3 separate regions of the Zea mays genome follow, and all the other regions are linked to region 1. A link is a contact called in public Hi-C data. All regions are on one chromosome and are shown on one strand. The core of a region is the stretch at or near the end of the contact, and the rest is flanking DNA. Distances in the headings are between cores, read along the strand shown.

What was found. Hi-C and Micro-C count contacts between places; a contact is called where the count stands out from the background.
Region 2: a contact with region 1 is called in a Hi-C map of ear, with 2.5 times the contacts expected there. The contact joins the promoter of LOC100217250 here to the promoter of LOC100273621 in region 1. A contact is called at or near these places in 2 of 25 Hi-C or Micro-C datasets (ear and tassel).
Region 3: a contact with region 1 is called in a Hi-C map of bundle sheath, with 2.9 times the contacts expected there. The contact joins the promoter of LOC100191949 here to the promoter of LOC100273621 in region 1. A contact is called at or near these places in 6 of 25 Hi-C or Micro-C datasets (bundle sheath, ear, leaf and 1 more).

The regions. Positions count from the first base shown.
Region 1 is chr1:71,111,269-71,115,511 of Zm-B73-REFERENCE-NAM-5.0, forward strand. It overlaps LOC100273621 (inter-alpha-trypsin inhibitor heavy chain-related), which reads right to left and starts at 1,859. Exons shown (of 13, transcript NM_001360282.1): 1 at 1,341-1,859. The coding sequence starts at 1,754.
Region 2 is chr1:71,608,734-71,612,976 of Zm-B73-REFERENCE-NAM-5.0, forward strand. LOC100217250 (ATP-dependent protease La (LON) domain protein) reads right to left here and starts at 2,515. Exons shown (of 2, transcript NM_001143605.2): 1 at 2,291-2,515; 2 at 1-916. The coding sequence starts at 903.
Region 3 is chr1:71,555,804-71,560,046 of Zm-B73-REFERENCE-NAM-5.0, forward strand. It overlaps LOC100191949 (transcription initiation factor TFIID subunit 9B), which reads left to right and starts at 2,420. Exons shown (of 2, transcript NM_001137373.1): 1 at 2,420-2,763. The coding sequence starts at 2,446. TRNAS-GCU (transfer RNA serine (anticodon GCU)) reads right to left here and starts at 2,309; the gene lies at 2,228-2,309.

The DNA of each region.
Region 1 (4,243 bases), core at 609-3,108:
TTCTCTTATGGTCAGTATTATCAAGCTTCTAAATTTAACCCACAAAGAAAGAGTTGTTAAATTCAAGGAAGAAATTCTATCTGGCACTTGAACTATCATGAGAAGCAAATCTTGGGCCCCTGACTCAAATAACAGACAACTTTGGCCATAAAATTGGGTTCTCATTTATTTCAAGCTGATAACAGGACAGATATGCATGTTTAAAACCCATGCCATGGCAGGTTGCAGGAGCCAAGGGGTTATCCTTTCTGGCTGCTCCTAGCCATATAATTTAGGGCGGTTGGATCCTTCATGGATATTTTCATGTACTCCTGTTCTTGGCCTCCGTAAGGAGTGCATGTACCCAGAGCGCCTTCCTGCCCTTTGTATCCTTCCTCTTTTAATATAATGGGGCGTAGTTCTCCTACGCTTTTCGAGAAAAAAAAACATGCCATGTCAGCAAAAACTGGCTTTAAAACAGCTTAAGAGTCAAAATTCAAAAACACCCTGTTTGAACAGTTGAAGGGGCAAAGTTGTCTGGTATAAGTTCGGAACAAAATTGGACTCTCATGATAGTTCAGGGGCAAAAAAATGAGCTTCTTCCTAAACTCCAAACATCTGAAATAGCACAAGAACAGCAGTAAAAACGAAAGAAATAAAACTTCATCAGGCAGGGTTCTCAAGTTCTATAGAAGTGGTTGTCAGCCAACACCAGAATGCAGAAGAAATGTATAACATGCAGTCATAAACTGAACTGGTTTTAGTAATTCGCCTGGAGAAAGCAAAGCTCCAAATGCAAAATAAAAAGTAATTCACGCCACTTCCATCTCTCAGAATTACAGTTGAAGGCGCACATTTTTAACCGCACATAATTATTGGTTCTAGTAAAGCAATTCTCCAAATACTGTACAATAACGCGGTGCACAAAAGAATCCGTTAGTGGAAGTCTGTGTTGGACAAGTGTACGAAGACAGCAATCCCTTTGCAAGTTCAATCCGATGCTACTTTGGATACTACTTTCTTGTTAATTATCTTGTAGCACGGAAAGCAAAGAATTTGTGCCAAAACCATGCTGGAATCCACTAGCAACAGAAAGGCAGGGCAATGGCAGCCATGATCCAGCCAAATGTAGGCCAGGAGTAAAGACATACGGAGTAATGACACCGGGTTATGTCCTGATTTGCGGAACCCGGAGAGCATAGTCCAAAGCGACAGCTAATTGGGGGCCCATCCACCTAACACGAACCAGACTGCCGGCGGATGCAAGTGAATGTTGTAATCATTGAAACGCCTAATAACCATATCCAAAACTAACAGAGCACACGCAAAGGGCAAGGTAAGGATGAGTGCATATGCTGGACCTGGTGAGCCATGGGCACGACGATGCGGCAGTGGCACGCGCGGCTGCGCGTGATGCAGTGCAGCCACCAGCGCGCGCGCAGGGCGACCTCGGCGGTGGCGCAGCCGGCGGCGCAGTCGACGCGGAGCTCGACCTCCCGCATCTGGAGCGGGATGAGCGCGGGCGGGTCGAGGCGGCCGTAGACGTGGGGCTGGTAGCTGGGCACGTCGGGGCTGTCGACGGCGGCCGGGTCGACGACGACGGCGTACGCCATGGGCGCCGCCGGCATGAGCTGCTGCAGCGCCGCGGCGGGGTCGTCGCGGTCCATCGCCAGGTGCGGGCGCGGCGGCGGCGGCATCCCGCCCCCGCTGGGCAGGACGAGGCGCTTGGTGAGCTTGAGGCCGTCCTCCACCGCGCGCGCGAAGGCCTCGTCCATGGCTGCCCGGAAGAGGCGCGGCGGTGGGGATGGCGGGCGATGCGGGTCAGATTCAGGCCAGTGGGAGGAATCGCGAGCTGGTTTTTGGCGTGGTTTAAGTGGAAGGGAGGTCAAGCGAATGAGGTGGGAGAGTCATGCGTGTGGAGGGTGACGGGGACGAGACGAGGCCAGCGACAGGCGGGGGCGGTGAGGTTACCTGCCCGGGGAGGCACGTTGTTTTTCTCGTGCTCCGATGGACGTGGTCCACGCGGGCGGGATGAGCACGTTGCCTGTCTCCGCAGTTTCTCAGGATTTCTTGCACTTCCGGTTCCAGACCAGGAGAGCATTTCATCCAAAAGCTACACAAAAGTTTCGACCAAAACTAAGGATTCTTTTATAGAAAAATATAGCTCAAAATTTTATTTTCTTTGTTCTAAAATTTAGGGCTACGTCGTTGGAGGAGCAAAATATCTGTGTGGTCCTCATCCACACGGAGAAGAGATGATCGATGATCCCGTGGAGCTATGGGGGCCCATCATTCTCATCGCCTCGCTGCTTCGGCTACCCGCCCGGAAAGCGACCCATTATTGTGACCGTCGCCCGTCGGCAAGCACACGAACATGGCGATATCGCGCACCCACGCGTGTTCGTTGCTGCCTATGCAGCGGCCCCACGCCGGGCTGGACACGTTGATGGCCGATGGCCGCGTTTCCGGCCGTTGGTCTGCTGTAACGGCTAGTTTAGTTACAAAGATGTTGAAAGAGCTTCCTACAACACCTAAAAAGTAGAAGCTCGGGTTAAAAAAAAGTTTCTAGATTATGAACATTATAGACACATTTATATTTCTGCTCACATAATCGTAACGATATTTAGATTCTCTCAAGAGTCATATTCTCTTTATAACTAGATTCTCAGAAAAGTTGGTCTTATAAATCCACTAAGAGCTTAGGTCAAAGAGAATTATAGACTTAAATTTTTTTTTAGTTAAAATTGAATAGAAGGAAATTTAATTTCTCTCAATCTATCTCGATTCAGACGCAATCGAACAAGACAGGAGTAAAGGTATAGTGCCAAAACTACTGCTTACCTCATGCGAGAACGAAGGATTGGAAACAGAAGTGGAGGATGACAAATGGATCGATTGAGGAAGAAACCGGCCACTCGTGTTTTGTGGGACGATTAATAAGCCATTGTTGCGTGGTCTGGTTGGGTGAACCAAAGGACGCCTAGGCATCAGCCTTCTTCTGTCACTCCATGCTCATCGGTGTTCCTCGCCAAGTAGCGGTGTCGGTACAAGGTGCATGCCAAACTCAACACTCGGCAACTTGACGTAAAGGAGGGGTCTCAACTCTCAGGCGACGGCAACTACCGATAGCTAGGGTGGCCACCCCACCACGCCCAACTATCTTCAGTAGACTCACTATCTTATTTTCTATTTTAAACTTCACTCTATAAACAGTGCAAAATAGTATATTTTGTACGGTCGTTTACACGGGGCTGCTGGAGATGGCCTAAGTGGCTGCTCGGATTAGAAGATAGACAGCCAAAGAAAAAAAATGGGACAAAAACAACTATTTTGAAAGTTCCAAGCTTTTTTGTCCGAACTCTGGAGATTAGGCTACCTTTAGCAGTATATTCAAACTTCACTATGTGAACAGTGCAGTCTATAATATAAAACTGTGCAAAATAATGTTTTAGATGACTATACGAGCGAAATGCGGGCCGAAGACGGTTTTTAGGGCTAGCTATATAACCTTGTCTACACAAGAGAGCTGAACTGGTTAGCATATAATGGCAAGGAAATCCTGGAGAGCATATAGATTCCAAGGCGCTACTGGCCAGAGAACCGAACTCGCAATACGGTAACAACATGTTCTGTTGCGAAGGAGATCAAAAAGAATTAGAGTGGATTAAAATTCTTTCTAGTCGAAATTAAATAGAACTAACCCCTTGCATCGAAGAAAACCTAAAGTAGGAAATAATCCAAACACATCCTTAAAAAGACTGCCATGGCAACACTCTTCCGCCAGCGATCCACACCACACGCTCACGGCCTAGCATCGGCCTACTAAGATTTTTCTTTTCTTTTCTTTATTTTGTATATGGGGACCTCAGGCGATGTTTGAGCATTGCAGCAAAACTACAAATCAAGGATTGTCTGTGACACAGGTATTTGGTTCATGTGAATAAAGTTTAGTCTATATCACATTGACTATTTAAATATCAATTATAGATATTAAATATAGTCCAATTACAAAACTAAATACATAGATGACGACTAAAATGTACGACAAATCTATTAAATCTAATTAGTTCATAATTTGCATATAATGTGAAATAAACATTTACTTATTATGAATTAATCATGTTTAATAAATTCATCTTGATGTTTTGTCTTTACATGTGTAGTTAGTTTCATAACTATATTATATTTAATATTCCTGATTGATATCTCATATGACATGGACTAAACTTTGGTTAGAAAAACCAAACACCATAGTCGAGGCATC
Region 2 (4,243 bases), core at 1,265-3,764, 500 kb after region 1:
CTGGAACGCGTCCTTGATCGCCGCCAAGGCCGCCAGGTACTTGCTCCTGCGCTCCAGGTACTCCCCCTCCCGCGCCAGCCGCTGCGCGGCGTCGTCCATCCGCAGCAGCGCCTGCTGCTCCCGGCGGTCGTCGACGAACAGGCGCGCGACGAGGAACGAGAGCGAGGCGGCGGTGTGCAGCCGCCGGTCGCCCTGGCGGTACGGCAGCGGCGGCGGCGGCTTCTGGCCCAGCTTGTCCGCGAGCGCGGCCACGTTCCCGAGGTGCCGCTCCACCTGCTGCATCAGGTCGTGGTGGTGGTGGTGGTGGCTGTGGTCACGGTCCCGAAAGACCTGGACCCGTGCGACCGCGTAGGGCTTCGTCCTGACGGTCTCGACGACCCGGAACCGGTCCCTGCCCACGCAGGTGAGGAAGAAGCGGCCGTCGGTGAGCCTCTCGCACTCCACGACGTGCACGACGCACCCCACGTCCGCTACCCCCCCGCGGCAGACGACCCCGAAGCTGAGGCCCTGCTGCAGCAGGGTGTGCGCCATGATGCGGCTCCGGAACTCGAACGCGTGCAGCTGCAGCGTGGCGCCGGGGAAGACGACCGACGGGTGCGTCACGACGGGGAGCTCGGTGGTCTGGTGGTCTTCCGGTTCCGGGGTCTGATGAACAGCCTCGTCGTCCGTGAAGCCGTGTAGGCCTAGGCCGTCCCTGCACCTCATCAACGTCGACGTCGTGCTCCTCTTGCGGACGACATGCGGCGGCGGCGGCGGCTTCGTGGCAATGGCAACTCTTGTCTGCGGGTCGGGCCTTGGAGGAAGCTTTGGGTGGTGCGGAGGCGAGTGCCACTGGCTGAAGCTGTGGTGGCTGCTTGGCCGCCTCGCGAAATTGGATGGGAGGTGCGGGGTCTTGAGGGCCATATCAACTCTGCCTCTGCGCAGAACAAAACAAGAGAGATGCATACGGCGTATAAGAGTTTAGTGAAAGAGTTAGTGACACTGTGACAGAGAGGAAAGATTAAAGGGCGGTTATATTATGGCCTCTAATGAAGCGGCTGCATGATAGGTCATGTTAGTTACTCTCTCCGTCTACATGATTTAGTCGTTTTAGATTTATTCTAAATCAAACTATTTGAACAACAATATATATCTCTCCGTCTACATGATTTAGTCGTTTTAGATTTATTCTAAGTCACACTATTTGAACAACAATATATATATATATATATATATATATATATATATATATAAGATTAAAATATTTTAAACTATAATAATTATGTATTATAATAGTTCGAGTCATGATAAATCTAGTACCTTTACTTTTGTGTTATGTTTGTATTATAAAATCTTATGAAATATTCGGTGTAACTGGTCGAAGTTAATAGTGATTAATTTAGAACAAATCTAAAGGACTAATTCTTGTGGACGGAGAGAGTAACTAGCAAACAAATTATTATTTAGGTTGAACCGGCTAATAAACTAATTGCTAATTATGAGGTGACTAACAATTAGCTAGGTATTAGCTGAGTGTGTTTGGAAGATCTAATTTAAACAGCTATCTAGGTTCCAAAGAGGGCCTAAAAAAATGGGAAAAGGCCATGAAATGTCTATCCACATATGATTGCAGAAGGTTTGTTTGAGATGGAAAGTTTGTAGAGTTGTTGGGAAGCCTGTCTGTACTTAGAGCATCTCCAACAATGCCTTAAACTAGTGCCTCAAATTGAAATATAGGGCTCTACACAGGAAAAATCACTCCAACAGTGCCTCAATTCAACAAATTTTGTCAAAAAACTATAGGGCACCCTCTCAAGTGCCTCAAATATACTACACCGTAGTGAGCTGCCCTATAATGTAGATTTGGGGCTTTACTGTTGGAGCGGGGTGTTTTATTGGTGCCCTAAATTCTATACAATTTACTTATTTTTAAATTATAAGGCATTTTTATAGGTCACGTTGTTGGAGATGCTCTTATGTGTAAGAACCCTTGGTGTTGAGAGAAAAAGAAGGAAGGAAAAAAAAAAAGATAAGTGTCTGGTGTGCTTATCATCCTAAAAAAATAAATAAAAATCGATGGAAACTGCCGCTAGTACTCCTCGTAACTCCGGGTATGCCGGATGTGCGGCGACAGAAAGGACTCTGGAAAACTAGGCGCGCGGATGGCGGGTCTTTGAGACGTGGCTTAGTTACGTTGTCGAACAGAGAGGTTTGCCGGGGACATGGCAGAAGGCCAGAAGCACGCAGGCGACAGGAAAGGACTAACGCGGTGGTGTGGGGAAGATGTGGTAGGGGTTGCTGGTGTTGTTACCTTGGCGGTGGTCGGCGGACGAACGGCGACGATCGAGGTCGGTTGCCGCCGGGTTCGCAGCAGGCAGAAACGGCGGAAGGGATGGGAGAAGGGAGACGGCGAAAGGGGGCAGTAGTGGGAGAGAGCAGGGAAGGGGGTGGAGGTGGGCGGAGAAAGAGGAGGTAGTAGGCGAGTGGATAAGAGCAGAGGAGGATCCGACCCCTATGATAATAATAATAATCTATAGTACTAGTAGATAGATAGAGGCTCGCACTTTTATACATCCCAAATGCTAGTAAATTCTCCAATCGCAAGCAAAGTACGGAGGGGGCAGCAGCTGGCGGTGGTCCCCACCGTAGTAGGATAGGATTGGATGGGTTATCTTATCTCTGCTTGTCGCCTAGCGTAGCGGCAGTGACAAAACGTCGGCGAAAACTAAAACAGGGTGCCACGCCCACCTGGGCCACCTCTCTCTCTCTCTTGGCGCGCCGGCCGGCCGGCCTGGCGTGGTCCGTGGTGGCGTTTGGAACACCTGTCTGTCCGTTCGGTTCAGATAAAAACTGGCAGTTTAAACTGCTATAGTTATAATTTATAGAGATGAACCAATTTGTTCGCCCTAAGATCCTTTGTTCGTTGCTTCAAATGGTCGATCACTTCTTTTATTCGCAGCGGGATTCCGTTTTCCAGACAGCGATCTTCTATCACAGACACGACGACTCCAACTATCTATCGCTCACCGCTTTTTTGCCCCCCACTCCTTCTCACTTATTAAAGCGTCTGCAAAAAACATATATACTTTTTTTATTGTCTCTCACTTACATACAAGTATCTGTTTATGTACAACTATGCACACACTCACATCACAACGCATACCAACCCACCTCTACCGTACACAAGCGGACCTACAAGTAGATGCATGTAGTGGCGAGCTATGACGCTCGCCGCAGCTGAGATCTGGTCGAACCCTCCTTATCTTTTACAATTTGTTAGAAAAAATGTACTTTATAAACATATGCACACAGCTATTTGAGCGGTTGACCTGCTCGTGACGATACATCTCCTCGGACTCCTCTTGTCAATCTATGGTGGCGTGCAGGCCTCGGGCGAGCCGGTGATGTGTCCGCCGTAAAAAGGGGGGCCTCGGGCGAGACGGAAGTCTCTCGAGGTCGGCTGCCCTTGGCCGAGGCTAGGCTCGGGGTGAAGCGTGATCGAGTCACTCGTGTGGACTGATCCCTGACTTAATCGTACCCATCAGGCCTTTGCAGCTTTATGCTGATGGGGGTTACCAGCTGAGAATTAGGCGTCTTGAGGGTACCCCTAATTATGGTCCCCGACAAATGTGCATGAACTCACCAAAGGTGGGAGTTCACGTGAAGTGTAAGGCTTACCAAAGAGGATGGTTAGAGCTGAGCATTGCTTTTAAAGTTGGTCAAAATTTTATTAGCAATTAGTAAGTATAAGTAAATACCAAACCCAATTAAGTAGTAGAACAAAAGTAACAACATCACCTGCGATGCAATGCATATGACAAATTGAATTTAGTTCCATAAATTAATCATCAGAGAGTCCTGAGCTGCTCATGACCGTGAGCTCGGCTAGTATACCAGTTTTACACTCTGCAGAGGTGGTACCCTTTACCCACAAGTCATGTTACCCATCTGCCAAGGGATCGCGACTTCCCATACACCTCTACCGAGGAGGCGAGGCAGGGTAACACTACGAGGCCTTTACAAAGTTCCACTAGCTTCAGAAAACCCGCTACAGTTTATGGGAAGCTCCAATGCAGGGTTCTTGCCTGACCGCCATCGCAGCAAAATCAACCAAGGACCTCCCTACACTGACCACTCCCCTACTGCCCTTGCCCCTTTCGGGTAAGGTAGTCCTCCACTAGCTTTCCTAATTAATCAGCCAAGGGCGTCCATAAACCCTTGTGGTGGCACGTGTTTCTCAAGTTAAGCTCTATGTTCCAATTAA
Region 3 (4,243 bases), core at 1,170-3,669, 450 kb after region 1:
CTGCCACGCGCCATGATGCCAGGCGACAGAGAGACATGTGTAACACAAGCGTGAAAGAATTTGAAACACAGTTTAGGAACCAGATCCGATTTCAAGAATTAGAGTTTGGGCAAGACGTCGATGGCTCAACCCAAACGATATTGGATTCGATGTTTTGAAAGATTACTGAAGTCTGAATTTTGCAAAATAAATTAGGACATTTTAGACAGATGGAGACATACACGATATCAAAATCGTGATACACAAAGATGATTAAAATTTAGTGTCCATTTTATTCACCGCTATTACGTGTTAAAGTTCGTACTCGTGGTCGAGCAGACGATAGACACCTGGGGTGTTACATCTACGGACCTCCCGCGCCCTCACTGTCGGGGGAGGCCCATGTGTGATTCGGCCCATAGTGTTGGGCCCCGCGACAACAAGTGCGATAAGGGTCGTGTCTGTAATAGGGTTTACCTTACTGACTATCTGTAACCTCCCCTCGTGGGATTATTCTAGGGATAAACCGGGTACTCGAGGGTCTAAACGTCTTTGATAGGGACAGGCAGCCCCTCGATTACCTATAAATACCCCCGTACAGTGCCCGCACACGGGAGATTAACGAAGCTTTTGGCATTCCATGCTAAACTTTGCAAACACACTTTCCACTCCCTCGTTGGATCAACTTACCCAGACAGGCAGGTTCCCAACATAAATGCAGAAATTGTGTAAGTAATAGGTATAAAACACAATCATCAAAGGCATAAACATAGATCAGGGGAGTTCGTCGCTGGAGGACGGCCCCGAGGCCGTCGGATCGGAGGTGGTCATCGTCGGAGGATGCCCGAGATGCACTGCATTAGAGGAGGTCTTCGTCTTTGAATGCTGTCGTTGGCGTCTCCTCCGTCGCCGCTCACGTCTCATGAGGTCGTGGCCGACGCCACCGCTCGCGCCTCAGGCGACGCGGCCGCCATGGAGCTCGTGTCTCGGGCACCGCTCGCTGATGTCGCCTGACGCTCATCGATGTCGCCCGCCTCTCGCTGATGTCGTGCCTCTGGCGCCCCTCGCGCCTCACGCTGTCGCTAGGCATCGAAACCCTAATCCCTGGGTCTATGCTGTTTTTATAGACGCCCGGAGTCTGGGTCAATTTGAGGTGGTGCGATTGAACCGTATGACAACATTTGAACCAGAGCTTTCTCTAGCTTTTGGAAGCACACTGCTCAAAATATATAAAAGTATGTATATAAGTATGAGCGCGTACTCAATACATTCACCTATATTCATATATACGAGCATGTACCTATACGCATCTATAAACATGCGGATATGCATACAATAACGGATATGAATTTTGCTCAACTTTGAATGTAGACATAACTTGTCTCAAATGCAACACTAGAGTAGTGGTTAGTCTACTAATAAAAAAAATGCAACACATATACATATAAGTACGGGCGTGTACTCAATACATAGTTACATACGCCTATATTCATAAATACGACCATATACTTATACATATCTATAAACATACCGATACACATACAGGAACATATAACCCTTCGTCCCAAAATAGTATTTATTTTAGCTTTTAATTTTTATATTTATATTCAAATAGATGATGATGAATTTAAATGCATATATAAAATAAATACATCAAACTTTGTGTGAATTTATTAATATGTAAACATACAATCGTTAAGGGTGTGTTTGGTTAAGGAGAATGGAGGGCTTCATTCTAGTTTATGAATATTTGATTTCCAATAAAAGAGAAGCGAAGCGGCTCATAAAGTCTCTATATAGAAATTTATTATAAATAGTTGAAGTGTCCCCGCTCCACCAAAATAGTCGGATGCGAGCGCTCTTTCGGACGCGAGTATTTTTCTCTCTTCTCACCTCTATACTCGTATGACTCTTTAATTAAACAAAGAACAGAGTGGATCTGTTCTGTTATACCCTTTAACCAAATAAAAAATAGAATAGCTCTATTCTGCTTGCAAAACACACCTTAAGATAGCTTTAGAACGATTGTGGTTCAACTAATTGACAAAATCCAAAAAACAATATGGTACCAAAATAAAAGGTAATTGGAAGCTCTAAATTAGTAGATAATGGTTAAAAAAAGGTAACAGAGAGACTCGAGTGCTAAATTAGCTTATGCAATGAAATAAAAAAGGAAAAAATAAAAAAGAAAAAGAGAAACAATTAAAAAAGTCGATAAAAAAGAAAAAGAGAAACAATTTAAAAAGTCCGACGCCTGAGAGATTCGAACTCTCGCGGGGAAACCCCATGTACTTAGCAGGCACACGCCTTAACCACTCGGCCAAAGCGTCAGTTGCTGCAGTACAGAATATTTGACAATATAAGGTAGTTAAACATAATCTCTCCGTGTGCTGAAGCAGGTTGCCTGAGCCCCTGACACGGTGACACCACACTCCCGAAACGCCGAAACCCCACCCCGCACCACTCATGGACGCCGCCGGCGCGCGTCCATCGGCACCGTCGGCCGCTGCTGCCGCAGTCGCCGGGGCCTCCGTCGCGGACGAGCCCCGGGACGCGCGGGTGGTGCGGGAGCTCCTGCGCTCGATGGGTCTCGGTGAGGGCGAGTACGAACCCCGCGTCGTGCACCAGTTCCTGGACCTGGCCTACCGATACGTCGGAGACGTGCTAGGGGACGCCCAAGTCTACGCCGACCACGCCGGGAAGGCTCAGATCGACGCCGACGACGTCCGCCTCGCCATCCAGGCCAAGGTCAATTTCTCCTTCTCCCAGCCGCCGCCGCGTGAGGTACCAATCCTACCCTATTCTCAGTTTGGGCAAATCAGTTGGCTTATGTTTATTTTCTTCTATCCCCGCCAAAGCAACTTTCTCCCTGCGTTGGTTTTATACGGCCGAGTCCATGAAACCTAGTTATTTTGCTGCCCGTATAGTTGAAACTTGATTTTGAATTAGTTTTGTTTTTGCTGGATTAGTTTGGTCGAGAACCTGATATTTCTTTACCATTGTTTTTGTTAATATAATATTAATAAGAGTTTTGCTGGCATCTCTCTAATCATGAAGTAGTATCTACTATTTATAGTCTTAGTGAAATTATGTCTTTTTAAATTTATTAATTGGTCCCTGCTCAATTCCGTTGATAGAGAGATGGAAATGTCGATATACAACATAGATTCAGAAAGAGTTTAGATACTAAAAGCCACATAGATCAGAGACAATAACATCCTAATCCAAAACATAACCATTAAGAGAAGATTCAGAATTCTAAACTACTACAAAAATTAATTATTCATGTGTTGTAATAAATTCTTGAAGTTTCAAAAGCTGTGTCTTCATGCATTCTAATGGTACTTATCATTCCCGTGCTGCATTGCAGAATATGGTGATCTTTTTACTTCCTATGTCTGTAACAATTTTTGTTATTAAAACCACTTTGGCCATACACTAGGATCATATTGGTTAGGAACTAGCTTTCATATGGGAAAATGACAGCTAGTGCATTGCGTGCTACATAAGCTTTAAATGGTTCAGTTTGAAATTGATTGCCACCCACCAGCTGCATTTTAAATTTGTAGATGTAGATAATTCCTGATTGATACTTGTAGGATTGAACACTGTTGCATTAGGGTATTGTATTTTGTTTTTTATTTCAGATTTCCCTCTGTTCGTAATCAAAGGTGAACTTCCTCTGTACCATAACACTCTGGTTGTTGCATTGCATCTTGATTTAGGAAGATAATAATTTATAGCTAAATTGAAATCATCCATCTTTTAATGATTCCTCCACATTCTTAAACGTCATCTAAGACTAATACTTGGCATAATACTAGAACTGCACTGAACTAATCTGCTTTGTCGTTTGGTTGTATTTGTCCTTCTGCCTCAGGTGTTTCTTGTGTTTCAAAATCTTCATTTTATGCATCTAAATATGACAAGGCTATTGACACTTTTTGTCCAGATTCTTTGATAAAATACTCTGACTCACCAATTCCTATTGGTTCTGTTAATTGACTATCTGCTATAATATTTTGATCTGTTGAGAAGTTCATACAAAGTACGGACTAACCTATGAGCAGAACCATATAATCAAGTGTTCCATATGACCATTCAGTGATAAAGTGATGTTATGGGTATGAAGTGTTTGAGTGCTTCCTCACGACACCTAGTACTGAGTTTTAAGGTGCATTTCTGGAAGATTACAATGTCGCGAACACAATTGATTTCTCCTTGCTTGTTATGGGCATCAGCGGCATCACTATGGATATTTATT